2 separate regions of the Danio rerio genome follow, and region 1 is linked to region 2. A link is a contact called in public HiChIP or PLAC-seq data. All regions are on one chromosome and are shown on one strand. Each heading gives the region's core, a stretch centred on a gene start, on an enhancer-like site or on the middle of the called end of the contact. The rest is flanking DNA. Distances are from core to core; before and after follow the strand shown.

Region 1 (3,270 bases), core at 195-2,694, 270 kb before region 2:
ATAATTACAAAGCTAACATCTGATAGCAAGGTGCACCCAGGGGGAGGATTAGCGCAGACAGGGGTGTTAGCCCTCATTACCAGCCGTGGATGAGAGGAGGAGAGAGAAAATATACTGGGATGGAGAGATAGGCTGTGGTTTTAATTGCAGGCTTCTCTGGTTGGCTCCTTATCACAACCTCTCAGAGGGATCAAATGGCTCCTCTGAATGGAGCATTTCATTAACCTGTCACCTTATCACGGGACAACCTGTGTGATGCTAATGTGCAAATTACCATAAACGGGATCGTTTGTTTCCCTGTTGGACATTACTGAGACCCTCTCTGGCACGCCGTGTGAACGCTTGTGTGTGTGCGCGCGCGCTGTGAGAGGGAGGGGAGCGATGATGATGATTCTCTCCGCTCCATCAAATCACTATTACACTCCATTATTGCCTTCTTCACGACTCCACACTACCAGACGTTGAAGCCGCTTATACATACAAACTCCTGAGCCGCATGCGCGTTAAATAAAACATGAAATATTGACTGGAGATAGATAGGTTATGGCATTGCGCAATCAATAAATGTCAGTGCATTTAATCGTAGATGGAGTTAATAAACACTGTACAAAAATGCCGTTTTCTATCCTATTTACATAACACTTTATTTAAAATGTTCATAGATAATAATTATATCAAGATAAGGAAAACTTGAAGCATTTATTATATATCAGTTAAATGCACAGACCGCTTAGATGATGCAAACATTTCATATTGATATGTGTAACTAAATTACATAATTGCACTATAGTAACAAGTTTATCAGTCTGTTTGTTAGCGTCAAATGTCACTTAATTCATAAAATCATGAAATTTAAAATACTTTAAATATTTTGTAACAGAACAAACTTGTCTTAAAAACACTGCTAAGAAGTTTTTAACTGTATTTTATCGTTTTATTTTTGTAAAATTAAGATTTTTTTCTTTTAATTCTTTAATTTTTTTTAAATATAGTACACTGTATTTTATTCATTTAGCCTATTAATTCGTGTGTTTACAAAAGTAAGAATAGTTAACCAGACAACTCCACTAGCATTTTTGCATTAATTGTGTCTCGTTAATATTAGCTATAAGCTTTATTAATTAAATTATTTACCTTAAATTAATATGAAGAAAGTTCAGAAATGCATAAATGCAGTCATGCCCAGCAACACTGCTCTTAACATTTTATAATGCAAAACTATTTATTTTATGTTAAATATTTATATATTTGTTGTCACATTCCACATTTTTACGCGAACAAGGCGTATATGTAACTAAGCACTTCGTTTACACTGCCACAAAAACACACAATAACACACACTGCAGCCTACTTATCGCGTGGCCCCGGATAGGAGGGGCCTCGCGCTTAAGTATCATGCCAATCAAGCCGTCAACTTCAAATTGTGAGAGGTCCAGAGGGTAGACGCATCACTAGACGTTCCTCCTGAAGAGACCGCGCTTCTGCACCAAGCGAGAGTTATTGCTGTGATTGAAAGTGGATTGCCCTTCTCTCTTGTAAATCTCCGACAGAGTTCCTCGGGAGTTGGACATGTCGTTCCCCCAACTGGGTTACCCACAGTTCCTAAACGCCTCCCAAGAGGTGTACGGAGCGGAGCGCACGGGTGTAATGCCGTCCTCTCCACGCGAGGGAAGCTCGGACAACAGCGCAAATCCCGCGACTGCAGCGGCTGCTATCACGCCGATGCTCGGCATGTATGCGAATCCGTGGACCGTGCAAAATTATAGCGCCTTCTTACCTTACAACAGTGCCGAGCTGGCCCTGCTCTCTCAGATGGTAAGACAGTTTATATATACATGTTATAAAGTATTTTACAGTGGTAAATATCTGTCTAATATATATATATATATATATATATATATATATATATATATATATATATATATATATATATATATATATATATAATAAGATGAATTAAACTTTAAACATTACATTTTGCATTAAACTATTAGTTTTAAATGTTTATCAGATGTATATTAAATGTTTTATATGGCAGTGTTTCGAGAGGTTAAAAATATAAACGCAATCTTTAAAATAATCGGAATTGAACGGATTTAAAAACTAATGTTTTTAATTAAAAACAACAAATTGTAATTTGTAGTTGTTCTACTTTCACAGACTAAAACAGTTCTGCATACATAAAAGAAGAACAAGAGACAATGACTGCATTTATTTTTAAGATTAATTAGCGATTTTTTTAATTCTCTAACATTTGAAATAATCTCTATTTTGGCACTGTAATTATCGAATAATAATTATTAAACTTTATATTTCCAAATTATAGTTCTGCATAAGTAATTTTATTTAGGTTTCCAGTGTTTGTTTTAAAAGTAAATCACTGCTAGAAGTTTGCAGCAACAGTTCATTTCTCGTGTTGAAATACTACTTTAACACTTTTCAAAATAATACCAAAATAGAAGGAACGACATTCGTATTACTCTTTCCTGTGCATGTCTACAAACCTACTGATAATTAATTTTTCTAATCCCCAGGGGTCGCAGTATGAGCTGAAGGATAACCCCGGGGCTCATCCTCCAGGATTTGCAGTGCACGCTGCGCCCGGTTTTTATCCATACGGCCAGTATCAGTACGGTGATCCGGCCCGGGCCAAGAGCGCTACCAGAGAAACCACCAGCACACTGAAAGCATGGTTGCAGGAACACAAAAAGAACCCGTATCCCACCAAAGGTGAGAAGATCATGCTGGCCATCATCACGAAGATGACCCTTACGCAGGTGTCCACCTGGTTCGCCAACGCGCGCCGGAGACTCAAAAAGGAGAATAAAGTGACCTGGGGTCGCAGTGCCGAGGACAGAGACGGGCGAATTTTCGACAGCGACAACGAGGATGATGCGGACAAAAATGACGACGAGGAAGAAATCGATCTGGAGACCATCGATATGGACAAGGCGGAGGAGCCCAGAGTGGACCAGAACAAGGAAGCAGCGAATAACCCGCACGCGATTGAAAACATTGAAACACCGCGGATATTATCTTCCCCAGCACTTAAAAACACGGACAGTCCTATGTCGAGTGGTAATAGAGAACAGAATGTGGTCAAAAGCGTTGGTGAGGTGTCTCCTGGTGGAGCAGTGTGTCAAAGGCCTGGAAACAGCAAACCCAAAATCTGGTCTTTGGCGGAGACGGCAACAAGTCCTGATAATACGCAAAAACTCAGTATCCCGTCGACGCCTGCAGGCCTCAGGGCCTCACCTTCAACCCATCCTG
Region 2 (3,139 bases), core at 496-2,995:
AAACTCTAAACATAATTTCACACAGAAAGTATATGTTGACATTATATCGAATATGTAAACATGTTTTATATTTTAAATTAGGAAAATAAACATGCGTTATGGATGTGACAAAAAAAGTTTGCGAATTTACAGTCGACAACAGATTATTTAGAAATTCTGACAGTTAAACTGCACAACCCAAAAGACACAATGCTCATCAAACAGGTATGAGTCGGCTCACTATAGAATTAAAATGATTGATTTTATTTTATTTGACATTTTTGCATTTATGAAGAAAAAGTGTCATTATGGATGTGACACTTCTCCGTTATGGATGTGACAGCTGTGAAATTGCCACTTGTGTGATTTTGGCAAATTAAATATAATAGTTTGAAATACTGACAGATACATTTACAAGTATTTTTAAAGTACTGCAAAAAACTCACTAACACAAAAAATGTAGAAATGGTTTCTCTATTTTGGTGAAAACTGCATTATTTTTTATGACAAGGTTGACATTTGCATGGAATTGCCCATATATTTTCCTTATTTAAGTACAAAACAAGTTTACAAATTAATATTGTTCTGATCCCATAACTCTGTGGTTAGTAGTTTGAGAAAATATGAACAGATGTTTTAATATAATGTTAAACATATACTTTCTCTGGGAATATCTGTGCTGTGTTTTTACTGCAAAATGTGTTACAGATGTGTAACACAGCTATAACGCTGGAAACGCTCATTTATTCACTTTTCGATTTTCCTATAAGAGATTCGCAAATACTTTTCTGAAATTACATTATTAAAAAAAAAAAAAAAAGTCTTAATGTGCAAATACAGAACCAACTTTACCTCAATCTAAAATTGCCTAATATTTCAGAAGTTCAGTGGAAACCCTGAAGCGGCAGGTTATCAAAATACTCTTCAGAAATGTTTTAGGAATTATACGGATGGAAGAAGACAATTTTGAGTGAATAATCCCTTTGGATCTGCAGAAAATATCATGTCACCTCTTGTATCCTGTTATCCGTATTGTAGCTGGCAGTGGCTCCCTCATGGCCTCCATGAACTCCTCAAACTCTCCATCAGGAACAATCTTTAGCTCTTGATAGTAGTGCTCAAAGAGTTTGTTTTCCTTGACAATATCAGCATATCCAGCACCCCAAGCCTACCAAAAGAGCCCATGTGAGCACACTATTTAATACAGGTATTGGATTTAAAATTTATCAAGAGATCCCATTGATTTATTTTTTTCTGACAGTCTTTCTAAAGTGATTATATGCTGTGTGTATTCTTCATACACCATAAACAAATGCTGGGTTCCACACAATTGATTTGTGTTGGGATAACATGAAGGAATTAAGTTAACTTATTAGTTTTCACAAATTTAAGTAAGTAGATTGAACATAAAACAATTAAATTGTCACAAAAAGAATCTCAAAAAATGTGTTGTTTCCACTTATTTTAAATAAGTAGTTAACGAAGAACAAGAACAAACAAAATCATATTTCTGAGTGTAGTTTTCATGTTAGTCTTAGAAATTAAGGTGCAGTGTTGGCAGTGCGTAGAAAAGTAAGCAGCTAGAGCAGCTAGCAAACTCACAGCATCATCTCTGCTCCTTTTCCCTTCTGGTCTTCCATCTCTGTACTGCTGTGGTCTGTTTTTATTTCTCCTGCCCATGTTAGCGACGCATATAACTCTGGATATAAATCTGCGCTGTTTAATCTTGCAATGCCTGGATAGCTGCACTTCTCAGCTCCTGTTGTACTCACGTGTTCGTGACGCGATCTAAACAAGCGCACACTCGACTGAAAGACCCCTTCCATGGTGTCTGCAATATTGCCTGACTTCTATGCACGAGGCGCGCTTTCTCTCTAAATGGTAATATTTTCATTATAAACTATCAGACTATAAAATGTATTTAATCTTCGGGAGTAATAAGTATATTGGCGATTTTAAAAAAATATTTTACAACGTTCATTCAACTTTTTTTCCTAATTATTTTTAAATGAATTGATTTTAAAAACAACAAACATTTAAATGTAACGTTATTAATGCATTTGTAAATGTTCTACTTAAAATATAAACAAATGCGTTTATCTTAAAGTAATCGAGTTAATTAAGGTTTGTATTTAAATGTTGCTATAAATATAATAAATTGCAAATCGAATTTCTGTAAAGTTATAAGATATGATTAACCTGCAAAAACAATAATCATCAAAAGGCGGTTTTTATGCCATCAATGATCGACAGAAACTCCTTTCATTAGCATGTAATCGTTTACCTGCCCGCACGATCTTTATTTATATGTTTATGTATGTATTTTATTTACATTTATTTATTTATTTGCATATTTACCCAAATATTTAGGTTAATTTATTTACTAATTAACTTAAATATTTGGGTAGTTATTTGTTGTTTTTGCAGGTTTCGTCCTCCACACACACACACACACACACACACAAAATTGTCAAATAATTTTTTCGTCCAATATAAAAAAGGGAACGTAAGGGGGAAGAATATTTTCTTGTATATGCCCCGCCCGTTACGTCTCCTGATTGGCGGAAAACATGTGGTGGTACTGATGGGCGGGGTTTCAGATTTCTCCATGGTGTCAGACTGTTTCGTGCATCTACTGTGAACTACGTGTAAGTTGCCGTCTTATTCTTAATCGGTTTTGATTAGCAACTATGGACGCTCTTCTGAATACGTTATTTTCTTCTGAGGAGGAAGAATTGTACGTTTTGGATTGCTTATCGTATCTGATGATGGCCATGGCTCTGATAACTTTTGTTGCTTTACTCTTTGAGCATGTGCCCTATGGCAGGTATGCATCCAGCAGGTTTGGATTCCCTGTAAATGTCAAGTTGGCTTGGTTCGTTCAAGAGCTGCCTTCTTTTTTGTTGCCTTCGAGTTTAGCTTTATGGAGTTCAAGTTCAAAAATAATCCACCTGCCCAACCAACTCCTCCTGCTCATGTTCGTTTGCCATTATATGCAAAGGTAGGTTTTTTATTTGTTCCAACCATTGGTTCCAACATATACACAATTTCAATGTGGTGATTTCATTGGCCAGTGAACATTTCCTGCTTGTTGTCAAACTATTTCATATTTGTAACAAGAGGCATTTCATTCATAACTTGATGTTATAACAGCTACCAT

The links. HiChIP or PLAC-seq counts read pairs in DNA pulled down with a chosen protein or histone mark.
Region 1: a contact with region 2 is called in an H3K4me3 HiChIP or PLAC-seq map of embryo, with 4 times the contacts expected there. The contact joins the promoter of irx1b here to the promoter of nsun2 in region 2.

The regions. Positions count from the first base shown.
Region 1 is chr19:30,547,410-30,550,679 of GRCz12tu, reverse strand. It overlaps irx1b (iroquois homeobox 1b), which reads left to right and starts at 1,444. Exons shown (of 4, transcript NM_131823.1): 1 at 1,444-1,815; 2 at 2,535-3,270. The coding sequence starts at 1,570. All of the region lies in intron 2 of LOC141379111 (a long non-coding RNA gene), which reads right to left.
Region 2 is chr19:30,275,675-30,278,813 of GRCz12tu, reverse strand. nsun2 (NOP2/Sun RNA methyltransferase 2) reads right to left here and starts at 1,745. Exons shown (of 19, transcript NM_199711.1): 1 at 1,582-1,745; 2 at 990-1,147. The coding sequence starts at 1,045. srd5a1 (steroid-5-alpha-reductase, alpha polypeptide 1 (3-oxo-5 alpha-steroid delta 4-dehydrogenase alpha 1)) reads left to right here and starts at 2,578. Exons shown (of 6, transcript NM_001076653.1): 1 at 2,578-2,980. The coding sequence starts at 2,670.